Regions from separate parts of the Mus musculus genome. Here region 2 is linked to region 1. The links are chromatin contacts, called in public HiChIP or PLAC-seq maps. All regions are on one chromosome and are shown on one strand. Each heading gives the region's core, a stretch centred on a gene start, on an enhancer-like site or on the middle of the called end of the contact. The rest is flanking DNA. Distances are from core to core; before and after follow the strand shown. Region 1 holds the start of Tecr (trans-2,3-enoyl-CoA reductase). Region 2 holds the start of Smarca5 (SWI/SNF related, matrix associated, actin dependent regulator of chromatin, subfamily a, member 5).

The links. HiChIP or PLAC-seq counts read pairs in DNA pulled down with a chosen protein or histone mark.
Region 2: an H3K27ac HiChIP or PLAC-seq map of embryonic stem cells shows a contact between it and region 1, with 5 times the contacts expected there. The contact joins the promoter of Smarca5 here to the promoter of Tecr in region 1. A contact is called at or near these places in 2 of 39 promoter capture datasets (liver and pre-B cells) and 6 of 115 datasets of contacts at active chromatin or transcription factors (acute myeloid leukemia, astrocytes, embryonic forebrain and 3 more).

What each region holds. Positions count from the first base shown.
Region 1 is chr8:83,591,973-83,599,033 of GRCm38.p6, reverse strand. Tecr (trans-2,3-enoyl-CoA reductase) reads left to right here and starts at 4,543. Exons shown (of 13, transcript NM_134118.5): 1 at 4,543-4,694. The coding sequence starts at 4,680. D830024N08Rik (a long non-coding RNA gene) reads right to left here. Exons shown (of 3, transcript XR_003947410.1): 3 at 2,006-2,046.
Region 2 is chr8:80,734,526-80,741,547 of GRCm38.p6, reverse strand. Smarca5 (SWI/SNF related, matrix associated, actin dependent regulator of chromatin, subfamily a, member 5) reads left to right here and starts at 2,089. Exons shown (of 24, transcript NM_053124.2): 1 at 2,089-2,625; 2 at 4,785-4,859. The coding sequence starts at 2,452.

The DNA of each region.
Region 1 (7,061 bases), core at 3,294-5,793:
TATAAGAGTGGCTATAGTGATGGTGTCTGCTCACAGCATTAAAAACCCTAACTAAGACATGGGGGTTGTGTTTTAGATATATCCACTGAGTCTGGGCACCCCAGGGTCAGTTGCTCTCTGCATTTTCTTTTTCTTTTTTTAGGGGGGGGGTTTCAAGACAGGGTTTCTCTGTGTAGCCCTGACTGTCCTGGAACTTACTTTGTAGACCAGGCTGACCTCAAACTCCGAAATCTGCCTGCCTCTGCTTCCCGAGTGCTGGGATTAATGGCGTGTGCCACCACGCCCCGGCTGTTCTCTGCATTTTCAACAGTCATGGCTTTCTATAATGGCCTCTGTCTACCACAAGAGAGAATCTGCTTCTTTGTTGAGGAGCAGAGCTACACTTGCCTGTGGGTATAAAGCTAAGAATCTAGAACGAAGTGAGGAATTATGCAGGTTTAGTAAAGAGACAAAAATAGGTTCTCCTAAGATCCGTGACCTCACCGGCCACCTGTAGTTGGCTAGGTTTATAGTACTAGGTGTGATTTCCCACTTGCTGAGCAGGCCTACAATCTAATTAGACAGCTGTTTGTTACTGCTAAGACAGAATAACCACTTTGCACCTCTAGGGATATCTGGTCACAGTGCTCCATGGGTGTCCCAGCTGGGTAAGGCTATTGATTCCTTCCCTCTGTCGGCAGCTTGCAGCACAGCACCTTCTGGGACTATGAAAGCCAGTCCTCAGGAAGGAGAGTTTTTAGGTCAGATCCAGCTGAAATCTCTAAATCCTGTCTGAACCACATGGTGTCTTTGTCTTCAGCATCTTTAACCTCTGGTAACCAAGGGCAACAGCAATAGTCTGTATTGTTTTGGGGGAGTCTTGAAAAAGGGTTTCTCATGCCTGCACTGCAACTTCTGCCTGGTAGTACAGCTGTTGGGTCTTGGAGGGCACATTAATTCCCCGACTGGCACAACATCATTGAGACAATGTGCATGTTTATCTGTATTATATATAATTAAAACTAAACATAAAACAACATGATTCACTGTGGCTTTTCAAACACCCTTAGTGTTACTCATTACTCTTTCCTCCTTCTCATTCTGTATCGACATTTTCTTCCATTCTGAAGTTAAAGTCACCTCCATCCCCTGATTTCTTCCTTCATAACACTTGGCCCCCGTCACTCACTTCTCTGGTACTCCCCTGTTGTGGTTTTTTAACTTTCCTGGTTTCTGCAGGTCAGGTTATGGACCTAAATCTAAAGATTTGGAGCTAGGAGCCTCAAATTTGAGAACACCTGTGGCATTTCTCTTTCTGGGTCTGTGTTATTTCATTTAATAGGATCAATTTGAGTTCCATGTTCCATTCATTTCCCTGCAAAGCTTATTGGCACAAGCCATGTAGGAAAAGTTATGGTAAGCGAGTGAGTTTTCTGGAGATGGCCTACCATTTTGCATGGCAACAATGGGTGTGCTTTGAGAGACATGGACCCCAGAGATTTCGCCCCAGGATTGCTTCTTGCTGCTGCTGTGTCTTTCCTGCCACTATCACACAGGCTAAGGAATCCTGGGCATCAGCCCACCCTATTGAGCAAACTTCCTGCAGATCATTATGAAGGTGTACTTTCATGTAATAATGCTGTTTAGATGAATTGATGATTTCATAATTCCTGATAATGATTTTATAGAACTCTTGAATTGATTCAAGTAATTTTAAGCTCCTGGTAAAATAAAAAGCTGCAAATAGAGTTTTTAAAAAAATATTTATTTATTTATTTTTATGTATATGAGTACACTGTAGCTGTACATATGGTTGTGAGCCACCATGTGGTTGCTGGGAATTGAACTCAGGACCTCTGCTTGCTCCGACCCTGCTTGCTCTGCCCCAAGTTTATTTATTATTATTATATATAAGTACGCTGTAGCTGTCTTCAGACTCATCAGAAAAGGGCATCAGATCTCATTACGTATGGTTGTGAGTCACCATGTGGTTGCTGGGATTTGAACTCAGGACCTTCGGAAGAGCAGTCAGTGCTCTTAACCCGCCTTATAAGCCATCTCTCCAGCCTGTAAACAGAGTTCTTTGTTATGGCATGTAAATTGCACTAGGAAGAAAAATACACTTAGAACAAATCAATTATTCTAGATCAGGTCCAAGGATGAGGCCACAAGTGTGCACTATGGAAAAGCAAGGGCATGTGAAACTGTTGCTTTGAACTTGTGAGCTTATAGAATGAAACACTGCTTTGAACTTACTATTGACATCTTCTGGGACTCCCTTTTGTTTAGCATTTTATCTGTGAGGTAATTTTATAAAGAACTTTTGTCTAAGAAGCTATAAAAAGGCTGGGAGAAAAATAAATGTGTAGATGTCAGGCTGACTTCCTTTTTTATGTTTTTTCTTTCTCTGTGGAGCCAGTTATTTATTTCGTAGTGTTCTGCCTGCATATATACTGCAGGCCAGAAGAGGGCACCCGATCTCATTATAGATAGTAATGAGCCACTTTGTAGTTGCTGGGAACTGAACTCTGGACCTTTGGGAGAGCAGCCAATGCTCTTAAACTCTGAGCCATCTTGCCAGCCCTCACAAAGAGTTAATGAGCTTCTCGACAGGCCAGTGAGAGGCCCCTGAGTTAAAGAATAAAGAGTCCAAGTAATTCCATTTCTTTTCCTAATCTCCTACTGCTATCAGCAGGAGTCACTTGCCAGAAGCCACCAGTCCTGGTCCCCAGAACAGTAAAAGAGGGTTAGTGACCAGAGGGCATTCTCCTCTGCTCTGCGCCCCACATCGGTACCTGAGTGTCAGGGTGGAACCCTGACAGTTCACAATTTCAGTTTTCTTTACAGCAAAATAGTATTGCACAGAGTATATGTACCACACTGCCATTAGCCAGCCGTCGATCAGAGAATGTTTACGTACGTTGTATTTCCTAGCTACTGTGTATGGCAGCCAACATGGCTGAGCAAGTATCTGTGGAGTGAGAAGTCCTTTGGTCATATGCCAAGGAGCAGTATAGCTGGATTATATGGTTTATTTTTTTGGCTTTTTGAGAATTCTCAAACTTATTTCCATAGTGGCTACACCAGTTTGCAATCCTCCCAGCAGTGAACAAGGGGTTACCTTTCCCTACACGCCCTCTAGAATTTGTTAATGGTTGTTTTATTGGTTTTATCCATTCTGACAGAGATGAGATGAAGCCTCAAAGTTTAATTTCTGTTTCTCTAACTCTAAAGAATGATGAATACTTTGAGATATATGTTAGCCATTTGTATTTCTTCTACTGAAAACGTCTGTTCTGATCCACAGCCCCTCCCCCCTTTTTCTGGCAAGAAAGTCTACAATTTTATTGGGCCTGTTATATAATATTATTAAACTAACCCTAAATGCCATGTCTGAACATTTATTCCTGCAGTATATACATATATATATTCAGGCTGCAGACTACAGCAAGCAGAATCTGGCTGCACTAGGCTTTTAACATTTTATATTTACTTATGAGAGTGTGTGTATATGTGTGCTTGCACATGTGCCATGGTGTCTCTGTTCCGGCCTTACATTATGTGGGTCCCTGGGATTGAATTGAGCCCATTAGGTAGGATACCAAATGCCTTCATTTGTAATGTCTTTTTTTTTTTAAGATTTATTTATTCTATATATATGAGTACACACTGTAGTTGTACAGATGGTTGTGAACCTTAATGTGATTGTTGGGAATTGAATTTAGGACCTCTACACCTCTGCTTGCTCTGGCCAACCCCACTTGCTCCGGTCCAAAGATTTATTTATTAAAATAAGTTCACTGTAGCTGTCTTCAAACGCACCAGAAGAGGGCATCAGATCTCATTATGGGTGGTTGTGAGCCACCATGTGGTTGTTGGGATTTGAACTCAGTACCTTTGGAAGAGTAGTTGGTGCTCTTACCCACTGAGCCATCTCACCAGCCCCTGTAATGTCGTCTTTCTCTGCACTGTTCTCTGATGTCCTGTATTTTTAGACTGGCAGCACCTGTCATTTTTTTCCTGTATATTTCAAGGGCTCAGTAGCTACATGTGGCCAGTAGTAACCAAACTGTACACGATAACGCAGGCAGAGACAAAGGTGGTTTTGCTTCTAGGGCCAGCTCAACTGACAGGAGCTGTTTTAGGAGGGGCACCTGTAGAATGCGGTGCAGGTTTTCTTTTCCTTTCTCCATTCGTGATATCTGGAGTCCTTTCAAGGGTCCTGGTGATGGATGATAATCTGAGGTCTCATCTCTTAGATGAGCTTCTCTACATCTACGAATTCACCCCAAGCCTGGCTCTCCGGGCCACGCAGCTCTTTGTTCTCGTTTTGCCGCATTGACCCCTCAGCCTGACGTCGCTGGATTTCCACCGCAACACTGCAATGGGCGGAGCCAGAGGGCGCGCGGCGCCCAGGCTTCCTTTTGATTGGTGGGTGGCCGGGTTTTAATCTTGCTTGCCAAAGTGGGGGGGAGGGGGTCCGCTGCGCTCCTTGGATCGAGAAATCTGATTGGTCAGTTGTGTGGCGCGAGCAGTGGGTGCACCCCACGCTGATTGGCAGGAGGGACGCACGCATAGAGGGGGGCGGAGCCGGAGTCCGGGAGTGCTGCTCCCCGAGTGTGTGTGGAGCTGGGTGGTGTTTGGTGCGGTACGGCGGCCACTCAGTTGCAGCAGAGCAGGTGCCATCCTGTGGAAGAACCATGAAGCACTACGAGGTAAGCAGCGCGGGGCCCTGGGCCATGATTACCGCAGACCGCAAGTGTCCTGCAGGGCCTCGGAACCTTTTTTTATGGTCTGACTCTCCGCCATGGCGCAGGCGCAGTGTAGTCTCATTGCGCATGTGCAGGGGGGTATTTATAAACCTGCCACCCAGGTTGTTTGGGGATGCCTTTTCTTAGGGTCTTGCAGGGCCTAGGAGAAGCTTGCAGCTTCCTTGCAGCATCCTTGATGGCCTGAGTGGCAGGTGTTCAGGAGGAGTGCGGTGCGGAGCACTTGGTTTTGGTACGAACGATTCTCTTGCACAATCCTTGCACGTTGTCAGCGCCTCGGGCTCAGGAGGGGCTCTGCAGCCAGCCTGCCTCTTCCGACCTTCGCACCCACCTCGCCAAGATGCCTGGGCGGCGAGGGAGTTGGTTCCAGGGTCACGCCAGCCCGTGACCGCCAGGGAAGAAATCTGAATGCGCAAGACCATTCTGGAAGCTCATGTCTTCTGACTGTATCTTGGGTCACCTTTCCTCTTAAAACCAAATCTTCTAATGCTCTTCTCGACCTGATGATACTAATTTCGTTGTTGCTGACTTTTAAGTAATCATCATAAAACAGTAACTCACTGCTCACATTCATAGTAAGAATACATTAGTCAGGGCTAACTACCGTATTACTGAGGTTTTGTTATGTCCTCAGACTCATAGTCCTCTGCGGAGGGATTTGTAGTTTGTTACTATGTAGGTGAAAGTCAGAGATGTCCAGTGAGTTGTTGGAAGGTCCCTGCTAGTAATTGCAGAACAGAAAGGAAATGCAGATTTCTTTTCAAAGGCATAGTTTCTAACCACTAGCAGTGCGGTTCCGGGTAAATGAAAGCTGCCAAGCTGAGAGTTGTGTGTATTTCTCCCCTCAGATCTTAAATTTGTGATGAATTTAGTCAACCTCAGCCTAGCCTTAGGTTAGGGTTTTTTTTGTTTTTTTTTTTTTTCCCCTTCCCTGCCTGCTCCCTCAGTTTGTAGTGCTAGGCTTAGAACTCAGGGCTTTTCTCCTGCTAGGCAAGTACTCTAAACTCTCTTTGATCTTGTAAAACTGAAGCTGTACAGCAGTGTACAGTATCTCCCCATTCCCTCCTCCCCCAGCCCCTGGCAACCACCACTTGTCTCTGGAAATTGGCATACTTCAGGAACCTCCAATACATAGGAAATAATCCTATTTTTTTTTATCACAAGTTGAATACTAATATTGCTATTCATCTTCTGTATCATGATTATTGTTGGTAGTTTTCCCAGGGCCTGTGAAATGAATCTTGAAATCCCCAGTCTTTTTTCTTTTTTTTTTTTTAACATGATGCCAGAGGACCAGAGATGGGAGTCTGCAATCCTTACGCCCCATCAACTCTGTGCTTTCAAAAGGAGGTTTGTTCCCTGGGGTGTTTTTCCTTTCCCACCCCCTCTCTTGCTCTGGGGGAAAAGCCATGTTCAGTTTGAGAAGTACAGGCGGATGATGGAGTTTGCAGCCAATCATTTTAATTTGCTAGTAGAAAATCAGGCCAGGTAGGCTTCTGAGACTTGGGGCGGGTGCTTTGTTTCAAGGAGTGTGAACACAGCCTGAGGCTCACAGTTTGGCCTGGAAAACTTGATCTGGTTTATTTCAGAGCCTGATTTCTCCCAGTGCCTCGATGGGCTGATGGTAGTTCCTCCGGCAGAGCAGTTGTATGCACAAGTGTGCACACACGCGGCTCGGAGGCTCTGGGTTCCACAGCAGCACAAAGGCAGGGAAGAACCAAACTGGGGAATAGGGGTGGAGCTCATTTGGTAGAGCACTTTCCTAACCTGGGTCGGATCCCTGGCCCTGAGGAAAACCCGGCAAGCAAGCTGGTACACGCCTGTAGTTCCAGGTCTTGGGACATGGAGGCAGAAGGATGCAAGGTTATCTTCAACTACATAGTGAGTTTGATGCCAACTGGGGCTAGAGATCCTGTCTCAAAAATGCAAACCAAATGAAATAGACAAAAATAAATAAATAAATAAATAAATAAAAACAAAGTTTGAGGGGCCTGGAGAGAACACCACAGGAAGACCAACAGAACCAAGTAACCTGGACCCTTGGGGTCTCCCAGAGACCGAACCACCCACGAAAGAGCAAACAAAGGCTGGACCTGGGCCCTCCACACATACGTAGCAGATGTGCAGCTTGGTCTTCATAGACAACTGGAGCAGGGACAGAGTTCCTGACTGATGCCTGCCTGTGGATCCTGTGTCCCTAACTGGGCTGCCTTGTCTGGCCTCAGTGGAGAGAATGCGCTTGGTCCTGCAGTGACTTGATGTTCCAGAGTGGGTTGGTAACCAGGGGGGCTTCTCTTTTATCAGAGGAGAAGG
Region 2 (7,022 bases), core at 840-3,339, 2.9 Mb after region 1:
AGGACCCACATGACAGGAGAGAACCAACTCCTCAAATTTATCCTCTCACCTGTACACATGCAGACATGTGTGCATATCTCCCTACCATATATAATCAGAAAACAATGTAATAAAAATGAAATGCTGACAAGAATTAGAATATACAGCCCACAATCAATTTTTAATAATTCCACAAATATACTTGTTTGAACACATTTTTGAAGTACAAAACATTTTCAGATAGTACTTCATAATGAACATACTTTTATGTTAATGATTGTTAAATGCTACTAGTTCATTTTAAAGGTGTACAATATTCTTAATATTAATATGTTCAATTTTAGCCCTTTACTAGCTTTTTGCCACTATAAAGACTACGCTGAGAATTATTGTATTTAACCACATATATATGTAAGCATTACTATATCTTTGAAATACTTTTTAATACTACTTTTTGTTTTGTTTTTTTGTTTTTTCGAGACAGAGTTTCTCTGTATAGCCCTGGCTGTCCTGGAACTCTCTGCAGACCAGGCTGGCCTCGAACTCAGAAATCCGCCTGCCTCTGCCTCCCGAGTGCTGGGATTAAAGGCATGCACCACCACCACGTGGCTTTATACTACTTTTTAAAAAAAGATTTTATTTTGCTGGGTGGTGGTGGTGGCACAGTGTACACCTTTAATTCCAGCCTGGTCTAAACAGTGAGTTCCAGGACAGCCAGGGCTATAGAGAATAACCCAGTCTCACTCCCCGCCGGCAAAATATTTTTAATTATGCATATATGTGAGGGGGTTGAATCCCCTGGAACTAGACTTAACAGTTATGAGCTGACATACGGGTGCTGGGAATTGAACCAGTGCTCTTAACCTTTGAACCATCTCTTCCAGCTCCTTATATCTATTAGTTTTTGGAGACACTTTTAGTGTCTTTTAGTCTAGGCTGGCCTAGTAGCCAAGGATGACCGTGCCTACACTTCTCTAAGTGCTGGGATTTGGGGTACGAGTCACGGCATCCAGATTAAATAGTGCTAGGACTCAAGCCCAGGATTTCATGTATGCTCCCCAACAACTCACCAAATGAGCTACAGTATGTTAAACGAGAGCGTTTTCAGGTTCTCCATTTTAGTTAACGATTATTCGACTGGTTAAAACATTTGAAATTATATATGAATATTATCTATTCCAAGAAGTTTGAAAGTAACTCTGGAAAAGACTTTTTATTCAACATAGGTGGGGACTAAATAATGGGATTAATTAAGATAAAGATCTTTTGTGCCTGGGAGTAGGTGGGGGATGAATGGAACAGTGTTTATATTCCGTAGGATTCAGTAGCCTCCATGACAGCCTAAGGCAGGATAAAGAAGCAACACGAATAACGAACACTTGTTTCCTCGGTGTAGCCCTGGCTGTCCTGGAACTCGCTCTGTAGACCAGGCTGGCCTCAACTCAAGAGATCCGCCTGTCTCTGCCTCTGTAGTGCTGGGATTAAAGGTGTGCGCCACCACGCCTGGTAAACACTTCTTGAGACAAATGTGTATTTGTTTCATGCGAAAACTCGCCATCATTTGTCTGCCTTTATCTGCTGCCATTCTAACAGGGCAGCGCGTCTTCTGTCTTAACTTGAACTTGACAAACGCCGAACTCTCTAAACGAAGCCGACTGACGGAGCGAACACGCAGACTTTTTAATTCTGAGGTGATTTTTCTTCTCAGGCGTCCAACGTCACTTAACGTCACGCCCGTGAGCGAAGGCGGCAGGACGACGAAGGCCAGCCCAGGCCTTTGCTCCTTGCCTAACAGTCGCGCCGTTCCCAAGAGGGAGCCCTAGCGCGGCGGAAGACAGCGAGCCGAGCCGTTACGGGAGCGCCGAAGACCCAGCTCGCGTCACTCGGAGGAGCGGAGGCGCAAAGCACCGCCGACGCGCTTCCTCGAGGCCCCGCCCACTCGGCTCCACAGCCCGCTAGAGGCCTGGAGGAGGCGGGGCCAAGGAGGAGCATGCGCACGCGCCCTCGCGAGCCGGCCTTCTAAGGGGGAACGAGCGATCTCGCGAGGGTTGAGAGCGGGTGGCGTAGGTAGCTGTCCTGGTTGGCTGGAGAAGAGAATCCACTCCCGGAGAGGAGAAGGCGCCGGGAGGCCTCTGAGAACCTTCCGTTTTCCTTTCCCTTTCCCTCGGCCCTCCGCCTCCTCAGAGTCAGCCCGCCTTCCCTGACCTCCGTGACCCCGCTGGCCCCGCCCACTCCCGTCGACGTGATTCCCGCCGTGAGGTAAACGCCTGTGGAGCAGAGTCCCGCGGAAGAGGACGGCGAGGCGAGCGGCGCGGCTGGGCCGGCTCGGGTCGGTGGCGGAGCCCTCGCGCGTGAGAGCTTCCGGGCAGGTCTCACTCCTCCGGCGGCCCGGACGCCCGTGTCGCGCAGGCCCAAGCCGCTTCCCTCGGCGCCGCGCCTGCCCGTGGCCGCGGCGGGTGACGCAGCCGGAACATGTCGTCCGCGGTGGAGCCTCCGCCGCCCCCGCCTCCCGAGAGCGCGCCTTCCAAGCCCTCGGCGGCGGGCGCCGGCGGGAGCAGCAGCGGCAACAAAGGCGGCCCCGAGGGCGGCGCGGCGCCCGCGGCTCCGTGTGCTGCGGGCTCGGGCCCCGCGGACACCGAGATGGAGGTGAGCGCGGCCGTGCGCGGGGAGGGAGGGAGGTGGATGCTCGGCCGGCGCGTCTCCTGCTCTTCACCTTTACCTTTTCCCCTCGGTGTAGCTAGCCTAGCCCGACCGCGGATCGCTCTTACGAAACACATGTTCCTGATTACTGGGGCCGAGGGGACCCGTTTCCTCCATTGCCAGGCTCCCCCAGAACTCGCTCAATTTCTCCCGATTTAGGTTTTAGTTTGCACTAAACTTTGAGGAAGGCGAGGGAGATGCCCCTCCGGAGTGGGATTCCCGGGGCGAGGGGCGACGTTTCCCAGCGTCGCAGCTGGGGACTTGCGCCTCCAGTGCCTCATCCCCGTGCTGGCGGGGGCGGCATCTGTCTGTTCTGGGCAGAGACAATGGCGAGAGCTGGAGGGCCGAGTGCGCAGTGGGGATAAGCGGGGCGCAGCTGCTTGTGTGCAACGAGGGGAAGCCCCTCCCGGGCCCTGCTCCACCGGGAGGGGAACGAGCGTGACAGCCGCAGCACCTGTCCTGGATCCCCATCCAATTACGGGTGTATGCATGGAGAACTGAATGAATGGGAGCCTCGGGGAAGGATGATGGGCTTCTAGCTCTGCGCATTGCTTCCTTTTGAAGCCATTCGGAGGATTCGCTGTTGAACCACCTTCTTGGGGCTCCAGTGGGCCAGATGATGGTGACAATACTGGAGGAAGCGGGGAGAGAGTGGAAAATGGGGGAGCTGCCAGGCAGGTCTCTTTGGACATGCTCCCAGGCATTGAGTTGCCTGGGAACAAAGTTACTGCTTCCAATTTTTATTCTTGGCCTTGGCCTTGTTTTGAGGTATTCTGTAGTTCCAGTCTGAAGGAAGACTCCTGGGAGTTTTAATCCTCAGATTGGAAGCAATACTATAAAAGTGAACTTTAGTGCAGGATTTACACTATAAGGAAATGATGGTGCAGTCTGCATTACTTTTATGAGGCAGCTTGGGTGAAATAACGTTAATCTTTGAAACAACTTTTAGTGGGGAAGGTAGGTGTTAGTGTAATGCACCAATTTGAAGTGAATGCAGTTTCAATTTAAAAATGTACTTGATGCCCCCCCCCCCCTTTAAGGTTTTAAGTGGCCTTTTGAGTTTTTAGTGCTGTTTTACTTGGATTCTTAGATTTCTATTCCATGAAATAAAAGAATCTGGACACCAGTGACACTGGTGGCTTAGGCCTTTTAATCCCAGCACTTGGGAGGCAGAGGCAGACAGATTTCGGAGTTCCGAGTCCAGCCTGGTCTACAGATCGAGTTCCAGGACAGCCAAGGCTACACAGAGAAGCCCTGTCTCGAAAAAACAAAACAAACAAGCAGTAACTGACATAAACAGAAAAGAAAATGCGTGAAGAATAAGATTGAGAAAAAAATAGAAACTGTTGATATTCCTATACTGAGAAGACTCAGTTTACTCATCTGATTAATGAAAATACCACTTATTTTGTGTTTTCACATTTGTGTTTATATTTAAGTTTTAATTGAAAAATAGCAACTCAAAAATTAAAGTATTTTATTAGGGTTTAAATGCTCCTGGCTATTTTATTGTCCTTAAAATAATTATCATCAGACTGCTTTTCATCGTCTTAAGTGAATTTAGAGTCAGAATTAGTTTTGAGTTGAGTACACTTGCCTAATGTATTTGATGACCTTAGATACGTTTTACAGTTGGAAAAAAAGACATTGAATTATTTTTTTGGGTAATGTTCTAGGAAGTGTAAATTAGGGACTAGCTAATGCTTCCTTTCTTGTATACATTTCTATAAAATAGCACAGTAGGTAGATGGAATTTTATGATACAAAGAGAACTTTGTTCACATTCAAGTTACTTAATTTGTATTTATAATTTTATTGAAAAAATATAGATTTGTCCATATGGCTTGTATAGAAAGTAATTTTGCCTTAGGGTGTAAATGATATTTTTACCCCAAAAGTTATATAGTTTATAATTGGGAAAAGTGATTATCCCCATAGTATTTTATTTCATCCATATCAGGTTTCATGTCAGGTTATCTGATAGCCATTAAATATCTTGGGACGGGCCTTGGAGCAAGAATATTATTTACAATTTTTTTTAAAGAAATGAGTATAATGATAGTTGACAATCCTTAAACAATTTGATGATTTTCCTTTCCTACCAGGAAGTATTTGATCATGGATCACCTGGAAAGCAAAAAGAAATCCAAGAACCAGATCCTACATATGAAGAAAAAATGGTATGTTCTAGACATGTGAATACTTTATAATGAACTTCTTTGTTAAGATAATTAAATCTACTAAACTTATGTATTTACTTAGAAGCAGTCAGAATGTCAACAGAACAGCTGTTTTTTGTTTTTTTGCAGTTATAGAGTGGTATTCAGACAGAACAATTATCTTTGTATAAGCTTCATCAGAGACAACTGAAGATAAAACAAAAACAAAACTGAAAAAAACCCAAAATATTGCCCCTCCACATATATAACTAATTTGTGCTGTACATCAACAAGAACCTGTTTTAAATTTCCATGCCACTTTACAATCCCTAGACTGTACCAGGCAAAGCTAGTGGCTATTGAAAATATTACAGGACAGGGCTATCTAAAGATACATTCTGTAGTGTGTTAACTGTGCAAAGGAAAGACACTGTGCTGTTAGAAACAAATCTGACACAGCCTTACATTTCAATTTTTTTTCTTTAAATGGAGTTAGTTGTATTTGTGTGTGTGGGGGGGGTTAAATGTTTTATAGACAAGGAAAAAAACCTTTGAGAACCACCTTCCTCTTCCTCATCCTTTCATCCTCTGCTTCAGCTTCCTCCTTTTTCTTGCTCATTTCAGCCTTTACTAACCCTCCCCGCCCCCCTTTTTTGGCCACATCAGGTTTTCCTTTAGTTCTGTAAGCCGCACTATCCTTTTCGTATTTCTCCTTCAGGTTGGTAGGCTCCTTGTCACAGGGCTGCTTATCACCTGCAGCAGTGTTGTTCCACATCTCTCCCAGTTTCTTTGCAACAGAGGACCAACCAGGATGTCCTCCTTTGGTTTTTGGACAATACTCAGAACAGAATGGCAGGAGGCCTCGGGTGCTTTGGTGTCCTTGAACTTCAATTTGGTCTCCCCTTTGTGTGTGGGTGATGTGGGTTTTTATGTCAAACTTTGCCATGTCTTCAAATTTCCCCTTTTCTTTAGCAGCAGACATGGTCTTCTGCCTCTCTGAGCACTTAGGGAACCTGAGGAGCTGATAGAAGCATCCGGGTGCTGCTTCTTGTGCTCTTCTGGAAAGTTTGCACAAAGAATGCATATAGAAGACATTTGCCTTTTAGCTTCTTTGGGTCTCCTTTGCTTGCCCAGGGTTAGTTGGTTTTCCATTGTGAGACACAGAGTCACCCAGTGTCTGGCTCTCACTTGCTCTGTGGAGCTCAGTTTACTGTAATTTTGTGTTTAATTTTTATAAGTAGAACATAGATATCTAATTGAAATATGTATAACATGGGATATTGTTTGCCTACATAAACCAGACAAGTATTTTAGGAAGGCTACATAGTATGATATAATTACTCACTTGCATTAAAAAATACCTTTAAAGAGAGCATTGAAAATGATTGTAAAAAATTTCAGCAAATTGTTGTCTGTATGTCTAGTTTTGTTCTTCACTATGTTCAATGACTAATTAATGCAATTTGGTCTCCGCTTTCTCTCTCTCTCTCTCTCTCTCTCTCTCTCTCTCTCTCTCTCTCTCTCTCTCTCCCTCCCTCCCTCCCTCCCTCCCTCCCTCCCTCCTTCCTTCCTTCCTTCCTTCCTTCCTTCCTTCATATATGTGAATACACTGTCACTGTCTTCAGACACACCAGAAGAGGGCATCAGATCCCATTATAGATTGTTGTGAGCCACCATGTGGTTGCTGGGAATTGAACTCAGGACTTCCGGAAGAGCAGTCAGTGCTCTTAACCAACGAGCCATCTCTCCAGCCCTGGACTCAGCATTCTTACATTGTGAATGGGTTTGTGTTTTTCTTGTGCTGAGGAGCAAACCTTGTGCATGTGTTTACTGTTGAGCTACAGTATCAGCTTCTTGAATAGAGCCTTACTTTATAAAAAGGAAGCTTGATATTTTACTCTTTTTACAGAGCCAGTTTACATCATGTACTTTGCTCAACTTAGTACCTAAAAAGAACTTTATGTTTAAATTCAGTTTTTGATAATAACAGCCAACAGTGAATGCTTATTATGACCCTGTTCTGAGTGCCTTATATATATATGTTTAAACTCAAGAACATTTAGACTGTTTTTTTGTTTGTTTATAAGACAGGGTCTTACTATGTAGACTAGGCTGGCCTTGAACTCAGTTCTACCAGTTCTCAGTGCTGGGAGTAAAGGAATGTGCCAACATCCCTGGCTAGGG